Linked DNA regions of Mus musculus: region 2 is linked to region 1. Evidence: chromatin contacts called from public Hi-C data. All regions are on one chromosome and are shown on one strand. Each heading gives the region's core, a stretch centred on a gene start, on an enhancer-like site or on the middle of the called end of the contact. The rest is flanking DNA. Distances are from core to core; before and after follow the strand shown. Region 1 overlaps Csf2rb (colony stimulating factor 2 receptor, beta, low-affinity (granulocyte-macrophage)). Region 2 holds the start of Tmprss6 (transmembrane serine protease 6).

Evidence for each region. A called contact is a pair of places that touch in the nucleus more often than the background predicts.
Region 2: a contact with region 1 is called in a Hi-C map of liver, with 2.4 times the contacts expected there. The contact joins the promoter of Tmprss6 here to the enhancer-like site in region 1. A contact is called at or near these places in 5 of 39 promoter capture datasets (the HPC-7 cell line, the SN4741 cell line, embryonic stem cells and 2 more), 1 of 484 Hi-C or Micro-C datasets (liver) and 1 of 9 other capture datasets (liver).

What each region holds. Positions count from the first base shown.
Region 1 is chr15:78,338,626-78,345,289 of GRCm38.p6, forward strand. It overlaps Csf2rb (colony stimulating factor 2 receptor, beta, low-affinity (granulocyte-macrophage)), which reads left to right. Exons shown (of 14, transcript NM_007780.4): 4 at 177-364; 5 at 1,819-1,976; 6 at 2,055-2,223; 7 at 2,713-2,848; 8 at 2,969-3,129; 9 at 5,860-5,999. Among named protein-coding and RNA genes, the nearest start is that of Mir7676-2, 6.6 kb to the right of the region's middle. Within about 2 kb of position 1,601, at least 29 of the 459 cell types and tissues checked have an H3K27ac peak or open chromatin away from gene starts, as enhancers often do. A contact at or near this core is called in liver, where this site is marked.
Region 2 is chr15:78,463,002-78,470,535 of GRCm38.p6, forward strand. It overlaps Tmprss6 (transmembrane serine protease 6), which reads right to left and starts at 5,633. Exons shown (of 18, transcript NM_027902.2): 1 at 5,425-5,633; 2 at 2,108-2,342. The coding sequence starts at 2,342.

The sequences.
Region 1 (6,664 bases), core at 351-2,850:
GTATATATGCTGTGTGTGTCTCTGTGCTCATGTGAGTCTCAGTCTCTGTATTTCTGCATGTTTCTTTGTATGTATATGCATGAGTGTTTGTGTGTGTGTGTGTGTTGCTCATTGCCAGACACTGCCCTTGGATAAAAGCAGGGACATAGTAGAAACTAATGAATGCTCCCTAACAGAAAACAGCCAGTGTCCTGTGAGCTCAGTGAGGAACTCATGTGGTCAGAGTGCCCGTCATCCCACCGCTGTGTGCCCAGAAGATGTGTCATCCCCTATACACGATTTTCCATCACAAACGAAGACTACTACTCCTTCCGGCCAGATAGTGATCTGGGCATCCAGCTCATGGTGCCACTTGCCCAGAATGGTGAGGAGCGGAGGTCCTGCCTAGGCAGTGGGTGCAAGAGTGGGCAGGATACTGGGATGGGCTAGAGTGAGGTTCTCCCAGAATTAGGGACCATGTCTTGGGGTTGGAAGAGATGTGATGTGGGGACTCTGCCCAAGGATGATCCTGTTCCAGCTGCTTCTGCCACCTATCAAGCCACAAAGCTTCCTCCACAGGAAGAGCTGTGCCTGTGCCTCCTATAGGACTTTCCAGGTGACAGAACTCTGCTCTCTCTTGCTTTCGCCCATGGCTGCAACACCTTGCCCTATTGCAGAGGTCCTCTGATTTTTGTGGAGCAGAGATGACCACAATAGGTCACATTGTCAGGCTCTTTCCATGCTTCTGACCCAGAGCCAGGGTCTGCGCCACCCTCTCTGGACCACCGAGTGTGCAGGCAGCAGGCCCACAAGGCCCATTGTCACAGCATGACCTTAAGTGGGGCCAAAAATCATCTGTGTGGTTCTCTTGGGGACTGTAGCCGACATGTCACCCACACTGCAGAATAATGGGAAAACCATGGCTTGTATTGTTCTTCTAAGCCCCAGCTTAGATGTCAGACTCTCAGGGGAACACTGTGAGTCCTCTTTGCCCGCCAACAATGTTAGATTGAATGCTCTCATCACATCATTGCTGCTGGTGTCTGAAAGAGTCCCTGCCCCTGGGGCTCAGAGGTGCAGACTGAAGGGTTAGGCATCAGCTGCCACATCCAGGGATGGAAAGCAAAGGGCTCTGGCAATCAGGAAGGGCTTCCCAGAAGGAAGGAAGGAGCTCTGCAGCCAAGTCCTTGCTCTGGGAGGATCACAGAGCCAGAAGCAATTCTTAGCCAGGAAACCACGTGTGCAAAGGGGGCTTGCAGGGGGAGATCTGAGGGAGTGGGGCATGCTGGGTACACCAGGCATGTGCACTGTGTTCCAGGAAGCATCGAGTTCCAAAGGCTAGACAATGGCAGGGAAATCATGGGATACAGACAGCTGCATCTCTAGCCTTGAACTAGGGAAGGGGGGACAGGGAAAAGAAACCCTTAGCCTGATGTGACAAGACAGACATGGGGTTACAATGAGCTGCAGTGGGACAAGAAGAAGGATAAAGGCTTCTGTCTGGGAACTGGAGTCCAAGAAAGTCATCAGGGCGGTCCTACACTTATGCAGGGCAAGGACAGTCAGTGATAGGCACTTGAACTGTGAGGAGGCTGTGTGGCAGGAGAAGAGGCTCCCTGGCTCACAGCACCGTCTGCTGGTCAGAAAGCATCAGTGCACAGCAGGGCAGGAGGAGGCCCCACTGAGGAGAATGTAGGGCAGAATTACTGTCAAATCTGCAGTTTGCAGGTTTCAGGCCTGAAGCTGAATGGTGTGAGCCAAAGTGGCACCCAGATCACCAGGCCACCCGCAGCTCCCTCGGTGTGCAACCCGATTAACCCTCTGCTTCCCTCTCTATAGTGCAGCCACCACTTCCCAAGAACGTCAGCATCAGCTCCTCTGAGGATCGTTTCCTGCTGGAGTGGAGTGTGTCCCTTGGGGATGCCCAGGTCTCCTGGCTTTCATCAAAGGACATAGAGTTTGAGGTGGCTTATAAGCGGCTTCAGGACTCCTGGGAGGTAGGACCCTGAGCCGTCTGTGTCCACCCTTGGGTGATGGCATGTCAGGTTCCTCCTTCAGCTCCCATATCTCCACAGGATGCCTACAGTCTCCACACTAGCAAATTTCAGGTGAATTTCGAGCCAAAGCTATTCCTACCCAACAGCATCTATGCTGCCCGTGTGCGCACTCGGCTGTCCCCGGGTTCAAGCTTGTCTGGGAGACCCAGCAGATGGAGCCCAGAGGTTCACTGGGACTCCCAGCCAGGTAATGGAGCTGGGAGGACATGCCCCTTTTAGGAGACTAGAAGTGGGGACAGTCTAGGTCCGAGTAAGGCTCCAGGATCTGCCCTACCTCGACATTGGAGCCTCCCACCAGCCCTGTGTCCCCCGTAGTCTCTCTGGGCCACTCTGTGTCACACACTCTTGGCTCTCTGGCAGCAAACATGTTCTGTTAATGACCTCAATAGCAGCAGCAGAGGCCCATGTGTTTACAAGCGCTGGGCTGTGTGTAGGGTCACCTGAGTCCCTGAGTTCATTCAAACACTCAATATTTAGAGCTGGCTCCTCCCTCACGATGGCGCAGACGTACTGGATTCTTCCCTAGCTGGGGACACACAGCAGGCAGGCTCAGAGCACAGTGGGCTGATGGTCACAGCCAGGTCTGCTGCCCTCAAGGATCTCCTCTGTGTGATTAACCTCGTGCCCCAACCATTGAGGGAGGGTGGACTGACTGAATGAGGGTATGTTGCCACAGGGGACAAGGCCCAGCCACAGAACCTTCAATGCTTCTTTGATGGGATCCAGTCCCTCCACTGCTCCTGGGAGGTGTGGACCCAGACGACTGGCTCTGTTTCCTTTGGGCTCTTCTATCGCCCCAGCCCTGTAGCTCCGTGAGTGTCCCCTGTCCATCTTGCCTTGTTTCTTCTTATCCCCAGGACCATACCTCTTTGAGGTCTTAGATGGATCTGACATTCCCCCAACCCTGCTCTCAGCTCAACTTATTTCCCTAGGGAGGAGAAATGCTCTCCGGTGGTGAAGGAGCCGCCGGGGGCCAGTGTCTACACCCGCTACCATTGCAGTCTACCTGTGCCTGAGCCCAGTGCACACAGCCAGTACACAGTCTCTGTTAAGCACCTGGAACAAGGGAAGTTCATCATGAGCTATAACCACAGTGAGTGTGCCTGCCTCTGTCTGAGTTCCCAGTACTATAGGGGTCCATTGAGTTATGCCAATAAATACAAGAGCCTCTTAGGCATCTTTGCTTTTGCCACTTTCAAAGAATTGCAGATTTTTCACTCAAAGTGATAAAAATAACTATTTTTGGATTAGGTGTATGTCCCAATGGGTGAAAGCCATTGATGAACTGGCTTGAGGACGTGAGTTCAAATTCCAGCACCCACATAAAAAAAAATTGAGCGTGATCATATCCAACTGTCAAGAGACAGGGGGATAGTTGGGGCTTTCTCGATACTCACCAGATCTGGGTTCAGTGCAAGATCCTGTCTTAAGAACACAGAAAGAAGACAAAAGCCATCCTTCTCTGGCTTCTGCATGCCTGTGTTTAGACCCTGTCTTAGGGTTTTACTGCTGTGAACAGACATCATGACCAAGGCAAATCTTATAAAAACAACATTTAATTGGGGATGGCTTATAGATTCAGAGCTTCAGTCCATTATCATCAAGGTGGGAGCATGGCAGCATCCAGGCTGGCATGGTTCAGGCAAAACCTAGAGTTCCACAGATTCATCTAAAGGCTGCTAGCAGAACACTGAGTTCCAGGCGGCTAGGATGAGGTTCTTAAAGCCCACACCTAGAGTGACACACCTACCCCAGCAAGGCCACACCTAATAGTGCTTCTCCCTAGTGCAAGCATATACAAACCATCACAGTCTCCCATACCCCCATGGAGGCATATGCAACAGAGTGAGAGATAGAGACAGAGAGATGGAAAGAGACATTGAAAGAAAGTTTATTCTAATATGTTTCTACTGTCTTCAAGGACAGGGAAGCTACAGGCAAGCCCTCCTGCAGACTATACTGTCTGCCCTCAAGAGTCTCACCTGGGACCTGCTCTCCTTCCCCTCTGCTTCCACCCAGGTTCATGCCTGCCCCTTCCCTGGACCACTGTCCTTCTATACCTGTCTTTTGCCTCTGAGATTTCCGGCTCCTCCTCCAGCTAATGTTCACATTTCTCCCATTTGGCTCTCTGTTTTACTTTCCTGCCTGGAAGGAGTAGATGCCCACAGATGTCGTCCTTACAGACCTATGTCCCACCTTCCTGTCACAGGGCAAGGACTCTGACACAAGGGAGACTTTCCAGCCAACCAGTAATGTTTGTCCTCTTTGGTAGCCAATCTTTTTGTCACCTGAATTCATATCCAGCATTTTCTTCCTGGGAGCCTTGCTCCAGGAAAAGGAGGTCCTCTGATTCAAGGGACTCCTCCATGTTTTAGAGCCATCTGAATTATTTTTGTGAAAGCCCTCTAATGTCACAAGCTATGACTCTTTTGGGTTTTTTGTTTTGTTTTGTTTTTTTTATTTTGTTTTTTTTTTATTAGATATTTATTTCATTTGACTCTTTTGTTTTGATGGAGAGATAGAAGGTGATTGAGTGCCTTACTTTAAAGTGCCCACCTCTCTGAGAAGGCACAATAAGGCGACATGAGGAAGCCTGAATTTGTGCCCAAGTCTCATTTTGTTGTCTACTCTTTCAGTGGACGGGGCTGTCACCAAAGATCCCAGCTTTCTGTTTGTCCACAGTGAGATGGTGAGATGGTGATTCGGGTGTGTTTATACAGCCATGTAGGGGACACTTTTAGAACAGCAAGGACTTGCCAGCCCGTGCTGATGTCAGGCAACTCCCAGAGTCACTGAAGCAGCAGAGGGGAGCAGCTAACACAGAAAAATAGAGACAGGGCTCTCCACTGCCCAGTTTTATCTTCTCCAGACTCAGTTTTCCCTGTGTAAAATGGAAATGAAGGGACCTCACAGGGGGAAGGGGAGGATGGAGTGCGGGAGTTCCCACAAACTGAGTGTGTTGCCCAGGGCTGGAATAGTCAATGGACCAGGGTAGAAAGCCATGGGCTCTTTCTGTTTTTATTTTTTATTTTTGTATTTAAACACTAGCAGGGAATCACCAACAAGCTTGGTCCACTGTGGCTTACTTCAGGTGCTCCCCTCCCTCATGGCCCAACATGGGGTAACACTGTGATGCAGTAATGATGGGCATTTGCCTTGGTTACTTTTTTACCATCATTACCGAGGTAACTCATAGAAGAGTGTTTACTTTGGGATTAGGGTTCCAGTGGGTGAGAGTTCATGGTGCAGAGCAGTCACAGCAGGGAACAGGGGCAGGAAGCTGGAGAAAGGGCTGAGAGTTCATGTCTTTTGTTACTTGCTTGCTTGATTGATTGCTTGGTTGTTGATTGGTTGGTTGGTTGGTTGGTTGGCTAGTTGATTTTTCAAGACAGTTTCTCTCTGTAGGTCTGGAATTCACCTAGCAGACCAGGCTGACCTGACACCCGTGTACATAGTCCTGACTGTCTCCTAAGTGCTAGAACTAAAGTCATGAGCCATAATGCTCACATCTTGAACCACAACCCAAAAACAAAGTACAAATAAAAGCCCCAGCCCCATGACCCACTGGCACATTTCCTCCAATAAGACCACACCTCCGCAACCTTCCCAAACAGTCCCAACTGGGGACCAGACCAAGGACTCAAACACATAAGCCTATGGGACCATTCTCATTCAAACAACCACAGAGTTCAAAACAGTCAGAATGGCTGGGGTTAGGGATATTGGACCAGCTTGGAGAATTCATTAGACAAGCTTGGATAATGGGGAACATCCTGCTGGGGGAAGGGCATGATGGCATTCCCTGAAATGATCCTCCCTCTAGTCCAGATGGAGCCTCCAACCCTCAACCTGACCAAGAACAGAGACAGCTACAGCCTGCATTGGGAAACTCAGAAGATGGCTTACTCATTCATTGAGCACACATTCCAGGTCCAGTACAAGAAGAAATCGGACAGCTGGGAGGTGAGTTCCAGGACCCAGGGGATGTTACAGACAGGGAGTAGAGGAAAGAAAGGACATTCTAGGGAGCCCTACTTGCAAAGGGGATGACCCCTGTACCTTGGCACCCACATGGTCAACAGGAGACAGTCCAATTTCTTGATGAGCGATTCAGGCTCAGAGAGGTGACATGGCATGGTCACATGACCAGTGCTGCCCTTGAGCTGAGGGGCCAGACTGGCAGAGGAATGGAATGAAGGGTTCAAAGATCACCAAGGCCTGGGTGTATTTCCTCCATGGAAGAAGATCTGACCAGTGGGACAGCTGCTGTGCGTTAAGCTGAGGGCAAGTCCTGGCCAGCATGCATCACACATGCAAAGGCCTGCCAGCTAGATGCAGACCCTGGGGCGCCACAGAGACTAAAGCAGGACCAGTCAGCCAGGATTCTAGCTTCAGACAGGAAGTAGGGAAACTGAGGCAACCAGAGAGTCAGTCCTAACCCCAACTCCTAAGCTAGGACCCAGCAAACTAGCATGGTATTCCTGGACCAGACAGAAATTAGGCCAAGGCACAGCAACAAATTGGGAGGTGGAGATAGCCTGGTCTTGGGCCTGGATGCAGCTGTCAGGGATGGAAGGGCTGATATCTGGGGCCACCACAGTGGCTGGTTATAGTAGGCTCTGGAATGG
Region 2 (7,534 bases), core at 4,383-6,882, 130 kb after region 1:
GTTAGAAAGATGACTGCCATCTGAGTGCCTGACTCTTCAACCCTGAAGCCTGATTACCCAGCAGCTTAATGAGACTGTGCTCCAGCCTGCAGCATTTGGGGTACGGGCTTCCCACTTCCTGGTGAAGGGCTGCTCTGAGAAGAGCTGCGAGTCACCCCAAGCCAGCTGCTGTTGAACATGGGTATTGCAATTGTTTCATTTACCTCAACTTGACACAAGCTAGAGTCACTGGGAAAAAGGAAACCTCAATTGAGAAAATGTTCTCACCAGGTTGGCCTGTGGGCAAGCCAATGAGATATTTTCTTGATTGATAGCTGACATGGGAGGGCTCAGCTTACTGTGGGGGTGCCACCCCTGCACTGGTGAGTGCTATCAGAAAGCAGGCTAAGCAAGTCCCAGCCCCTACTTCAGCTCCCGCTTCTTGACATTCCCAGTGATGGACTGTTATCTGGAAGTGTGAGGTGAAATTAACCCTTTCCTCCCCAGGTTGCTTTTGGTCATGGGGTTTTATCACAGCGACAGAAACCCTGAGATAGGGATCTTTAGCGTGTCACCTTTCTTGAATCTGGGTTGGATTAGGTGGGTCTGTCTGCCTAGTGCTGTTCTAAGTGTGTATAGGCCTCCCAGGTCCTGTCAACAGACCTGAAAGTGTGCTACTGAGTATGTCCAGAAAGAATCCTATGCAACAGTTTACTGGAAAGCCTCTTATCATGTATGTGAGCTGAGATCTCCCTTCTGGGGTTTCCAAACCCCCTTAGCCTCCTCTGTCACGACAGGCATGTTATATTTGTATTTGACACCACAGTGGAATCATGAAGGAGGACAGAAGCCATCACCAGAGTCTAGCACAAATCCCTGTGCCTGGCACTGGGCAGATGGACAGATGGACGGATGGATGGATGGATGGATGGATGGATGGATGGATGGATGGACAGATGGATGGATGGGTATATGGATGGATGTGTAGATTATTGGACTATTATGGATAAGTGGATCTATGGATGAATGATTGACAGATGAGTAACGTGAATAGTTGAATGGTTGAGTTGATGGATAGATGAATTCATAGGTGATGGATAGATAGATAAATGAAAAAGTGGATAGATGGATGGTTGATGAATAGATGGCAGATAGATAGGTGGATTGTGATGGACAATGGGTAAGTAATGGATGGATAAATAGATGGATGATGGATAGGTAGATGGTCAATGGATAGATGGCTATGTGATAATGATGAAATGGTTGGCAGAGGGATAAATGGATGAACGATGTTAGATAGGTGGGTGGATGGTAGATGCTGGATGGATAGATGGATGAATGGGTGGATGATATTTGGATGGATGAACAGACAGATAAATAAACCTTCTATTCCTTACAGGGAACATTTTCACAGTCACAGACTAATCTTGTTGATCCACTTTCCTCCATGACGCAGGGTTGGAGGTGAGCTATCCCCATCTAGCACTTGGGACCATCAAGCTTTGAATGTGTGAGTGGAAGGGTGTCTCTGGGTCCAGAACAGGACCAACTGCTCCTGAGGTGCCATGGGACTGCTTGAGGGACCTGATTTCAGAGCCAAAGGGCCCAAGTCAGATATGAGGAAGAGGTTCACAAGCCTGGGTGCTCTCTAGTGGTCCTCTTGACTCTCTGCACTGAACCCTGGAGATTCAGAGGTGACAGAGCTATGGTTCTCTCTCCAGAGGAACACTTGGGGCTCAAATGAGCAGAGGCACTAATTGGTACCAGGTCCCATCGGTACCTATGGGCCTCCTGCAGCAGAGCCCAAGGGAGAGACCAGGAGGGCTCTCAGCAAGGAATGGCGTGCTCACATACCCTGGATGGCTCAGACCCAAGAATTGGGTACATCCCTGGCTGAAGGAAGCAGGGAGCACACTAAGCTATGGGATTCAACAGAGGTCCAGCAGTATGCCCACCTTAAGGGATATGGGGATGTTTACCCAGGTAGACTACAAGGAGTGGAAAACCACCTCAGAACAAGGAATCCTGGTTCACCCCCATGTGTCCCTCACAGCCAAGACAATCTTCCTTATATCCACCCTGAACCCTCCCAGGGGGTCTCCTCAAGTGGATTCTCATTTTCCATTACCTAGGAAATACCAAAGCATGACCCCTGCTGAGACCAGCGCAGCCAAGACCAGCAACAGTGGCGTGAAGCGGACGTAGTCCCGGTTTTTTCTCTTGGTGTTTTTTGGGGGCTTGAACTTCCCCTCTGGCTCAGCAGCTTCCTCTCCATCACCCGCATCGCCCTGACCATCAGCCGCTTGGGGGACCTCGGTGGTGGGCATCCTGGTAGAACAGGGGAGCTGGAAACATCTCGGCATCTGCAAGGGAGCTTTTGCTGAGACCCAGTGGCGCTCAACACCTTTGCATGGAAGGGCAGAGACCCGGAAAGTGGTGACTGAGGGTAGCTGCTAGGCAGCTCATAGGGCATAAAAGTGGCCTCAGGAGGACATCCCAGAAGGCAGGCAGCAGGGCTGGATGGTTTGGCTCTTGGTGGGTCCTTAGGTAGTGCCCACAAACAGGTGGGAACCCTTTCTGCGTGGGTGCTTCATGCAAGCCTCTCAAGACTTTGCACCCATTAGACAGATGAAGCAGGTAAAGCCCAGAGTGTCCTGGGAACCGCCCAGGCCAGGATTTGCCTCATTATTCTGGTATTTGAATGCCATTTACACAGATGAAAAAAAAATGTGGCCCACAGAGGCTAACCCCCCCCCCGCCCTAGTTAAGATCACACAGCTGTAGCTGAGTGTCTCTTTGAGTTTTCCTCTACTCTGGCTATCTCCTAGAATTAACTAGTCATGGCCAAATGACAATGGAATGTCACCTCTTCTTATTCCTTCTGCCACTTTACCTTAGATATTCCCAAGCAAACTTTGGACAAAGAAGGTCACACCCCCCCCCCCCACACACACACACCATAGCAAGGATTTCACTTCCCTGGAACATTGTTCTCTCTCTCTCTCTCTCTCTCTCTCTCTCTCTGTCTGTCTGTCTGTCTGTCTCTCTCTCTCTTTCTCTCTCTTTCTGACACTTATAGATGTCACTGTGACTCCAAAGCATACGCATAGAAAATGTATTTGTGAGAGAATTCACCTAGCCTCCTAGATGGGCTTTCTGCCTCCTGTCCCCTCCTCTATCCCATCCTCCACATTGTCACCCCAAAGATCTCCTGACTCCTGCCCTCATCCACTGGGTCTGAATCCTTCCATGGCTCCCAACAACCACACCATGACGCCCAAGCCTGCTTACCGTCTCTTGTCACACACAACAGCCTTTATTGAAGCCTGTGAGACCTTAGCCTAGTGCCACCACACTGAGGCTGGGTAGCATGTGGGAGCCTTTCCTATGCACTGTCTGGCAATGGGTTCAGGGTCCAGGGTCCTTGGTTACTTAAGCCACTTGTCTCCTTAAACCTGGGCCACCCTTGGTTAAAATCAACACTGGCTTGGGGCCTTGTTTCTCTCAACCTCCCTTTTTCAAAAGAAGACTTGGTGCTGGGGAGATGGCTTGCAAAGTCAAATATCTTGCTGGACGAATATGAGGACCTGGGTTCAGATCCCCAGAAAGTCCTCACATAAAAACTGGATGTACTACCGGGCATCTGTAATCGCAGTGCTCCTACAGCAAGATGGGACACGGAGACAGAAGAAACCTCAGAAGCTCGGGAGCCAGATAACACAGGCAAGATCCTGTCTCAAACGAGGTAGGAGGTGGCGCCCTTTCCTTTAGCTGTCACATGTATGTCCAAACCCAGAGCCAGGAGGCTTGCTTGGCAGAGCACATCTATGATCCTAGGCTCCAGGAGTCTGAGTCTGAGGCAGGAGGATCCCCCTTTCCAGGCCACTCCAGACTGGCTTGTCTCAAACAAGTCGGCCAGTAAGCAAGCAAAACGGGGCAGTCTTTGTTCTCCTGCACCTCTGAGGCAGGCATCTCTGGGAGCCCAGCTCAGGGTGTTTCCCTCAAATGAAGTGGCCGCTGGGTGGAGCAATGGGGCGACCATGTATCCAGGCACTGAGCCTCTTCCTCATCTCATTGCCTGTGGGAAGTAGGGCTCCGTGGCTTAGATCCAGAAAGGATGCTGAGTCTGCCTCTAACCCCTCACCTCTGTGACTGGATGTCACCCCATTTTATTAGAGCTCTCATAGAGATACGCTGGATATGGGGGTGGGGGTCACAGTGAATACAGAGCTCCCACCTCCATCTTCTGTACCCACGAGGATGACCACACCACAGCTTTTGCTATTAGACAATGGCTTGAATTTTCCCGAAGCCCAGTCCATCATAAAAATGGTACCTTCCTGAGAAGGTACCGCACTGAGAACCCACAGCCTTCCTGTGCAGCCCAGACCAGCCTTGGACTCAAAAGTCGCTCCCCACCCCCCCATCAGTGCAACTGACCAGGTGGGTGTGCTCTCTGACCCATGCATAATGTGGAGACCCTTGAAGGACACAATCTTCTCCCCTGGTAGACTGGGCAACAGCTCTGCACCCTCTTCCACCCTCTTGACAGTGGAGAGCCTTGTCCACCCTCTGCGGGCTGAGCTCACAGGTAGCACAGTGGAGATCTGGATTTGACCACAGTGTGAGAGTTCCACTCCAGTCATGGACTGCACGGCAACACACAAGCCCATTTCACCTCCAGCAACCTTGGCTGTTTGCTTCAATGTCTCCTCCTTTTAGTGGTTGGTGAATCAAAAGTCCTGGGAGATGAATTCCCTAAGACTGGCAGAAGGCCCAAGTCGGGACTCTGACCCAAGGACATGGGAAGTACATCTTGGCACTTAGCGGAAGCCCTGCTGTGAACCACTGAAGCTAGGGGCCTGAGTGTGAGCCATGGGGAAGGGATGGTTAGGAGCTCTGGCCACACACATGACCCATGTGCACCCACCTCCAGATGTGTAGAGATGGAGATGCATGCATGCGCGCACGCACATACAGGCACGAACACATGAATACACGTACACATACCTGCACACACACATGCACACACACACACACACACACACACACACACCAGCTCCAGGCTACAAGCCAAGAGTCCTGTGTGTAGATCCCACATGGATACAGATTAGGGCTTGGGCTCTCTCTTGCTCTCCAGAAAGCCTGGGATGTGAAGTTGTATATGAAATGAGAAATTAGGCAACCAGGTCCATACACTGGGCCTCCCCTTTCTCTGCACACCCGAATCGCAGGCCACCGGGTCCCTGGAAGCCCTCTGGTACCCTGCACCCTCAGCTGCGCTAGGTTCGCTCCACCTAACCTTCCCCAACAGCAGCTTGGTGCACCCTGTGGCCTCTATGCCAGGTCACTCTGGCCGAGGAGCCCCTGCAAGCCGTTCAAAGGCCTAGTCACCAGGCTATTGACCAGAGATCCTGGTTCTCTGTCCCAGAGGCCCCTGCTTACCTTCAAGAGTGGAAGGTAGGTGCCGGGCCTGCACACAGGCCTGGAGGCCTCTGTTTATCCAGGCCAAGGTCTTTCCACCCCCAACTGGCCAGCTTAGGTTGGATCAATGGCCTGGAGCCATGGCTGGGGTGTCTGGCCCTTGTCCCTTGTGGCCTGTGGCCCCAAGTTCCATGGGCCTCTCCTGTCAGGTCCAGGGCGACAATGAAACTGAACACAGGTAAACAGGCAGGAGGCAGGAGGCAAGTAGTTAGTGCCCGCCTCTCTAACCCCGCCCTGCCCCATGGGTGCCCAGGGGGCTGGACCTGCAGGAGCAGGAGACCTGAGCTCTCCCCCGGGGCCTGTTGCTTGGTGATATTCCTGCCTGGTTACAGCCCCTGGTCCCCTAACAGGGTGAATGGGAAACTGCAGAGGCAGATTCAGGTGAGAACAGGGGCTCACACAGCTGACACTGGCCAGAAAGTCCTGGGCCCGTGACTTCTGGGGATAGGAGAGAAGTGGGCCGGGGGAGAGGTGCACTTGACACTCTCTTCCATGAATCTAGGAATTACTGGTATTCTACAAAACCCTGCTGTCCACTGGCCACACATGTCCCTTGGACATGAAATAGAGCCAGAATGAGCAGAGATGGGCTCTTAGGTAAGACACGTTCCAGATCATGAGCAAGAAAAACAACATTATGAACTAACCAGTAACCCCCTGGAGCTCATGTCTCTAGCTGCATATGAATCAGAAAATGGCCTAGTTGGCCATCAGTGGAAAGAGAGGCCCATTAGTCGTGCAAACTTTATATGCCTCATTCCAGGAGAACGACAGGGCCAAGAAGTGAGAGTGGGTGGGTGGGGGAGTGGGTGGGGGAGTGTGTTGGGGACTTTTGGGATAGCATTGGAAATGTAAATGAAATAAATACCCAAGAAAAATAAATAAATAAAAAAAAAGTCAGTCGTTGCATTGCTCATTTGGGTACTGATTGCAGATTGAAATGTTAGCTTGGCTGCTCTCTTGGGCTAGAGGAGCTGTGCAAAGATGAGTCCCACCTACTTTTCTGTGTTTTGATGGGATCTAGAAAACTGAGGCGACAAGCGAGGCTCATGTTAGAATTAGATGGGACAGTGCTGCTGCAGAGGGACTGAGTCTCACCCAGACACGTGATCACCATGTAGCAGCTGGAGACTGGGGAGCGAGGAAAGAGAGTGTGCAAGCTGGGAAGGAAAGGATGGACCCTCACAGGGTCAAGGGTCAGACCTACAAGTTTGGGCAAGGGCCCAAGCAAGAGCTGTCAGGGCATGATGGTAAGGAGAGCTACCGGCCAGGTCACATGGTGTGAGCCAGGGGTTCCTGTAGAGAACTGTGTGTGAATTTGAGGCTCAGTGTGCTGTGAACATGTGTTTCCCCATGTGTGTGCGTGTGTGTGTGTGTGTGTGTTGGTGCGTGCACACCAGGCATGTAGGAAATATGTGTACAGTGTAGAGTATATGTGTGGACAGATGATGTATGTTAAGAATGTATATCTGGGGCGTGTAAAAATCAAATGGATGATAGCCATGCCTGTAGGGTGGAGTGGGTCTGTGTAGGCCGTGGAGCGTGGGGATCTGCGTGTGAGCGTAAGTGGGTATGTGCCTGTCCACAGAGTGAGACGGACATGGGTTGTGAGGCACAGATGGAGCAAGAGATGTGCACGGGGCGTGAGGGGCAGTATGGGAAGCTATGGAGGGTGAACTGAGTGTGGAGAGAGTGTGAAGAAATGCCTGCTCTGAGATGCCGGCAGCATGGTCAGTGGACATAGGCCATTCTGGGCTAGAGGAAGCAGGGTGGATCCCTGGCCCCAAGTCATGATCCCTGGATGTTTCATTGGCGCCATTAGCCCTGTCTGGGCCAACAAGAAAACGGTTCGTGAAAGCCTAGCATGGTGGGAATGGAAAGGTCTTGTAGCTGGGTATGACTCAGCGTGAAGGTGGCTCTCCTTACTGTCCCCTGACAGCCCTGTCTGGGTCCTTGTCTGAACATGTGGGCCTGACCCTTGACCTGTGAGGGTCCATTCTTCCCTCAACACGAATTCCCAGCCCAGTACCTTCTCCTCACTCTCTCCCAATCTCCAGCTTCCACACTGCAA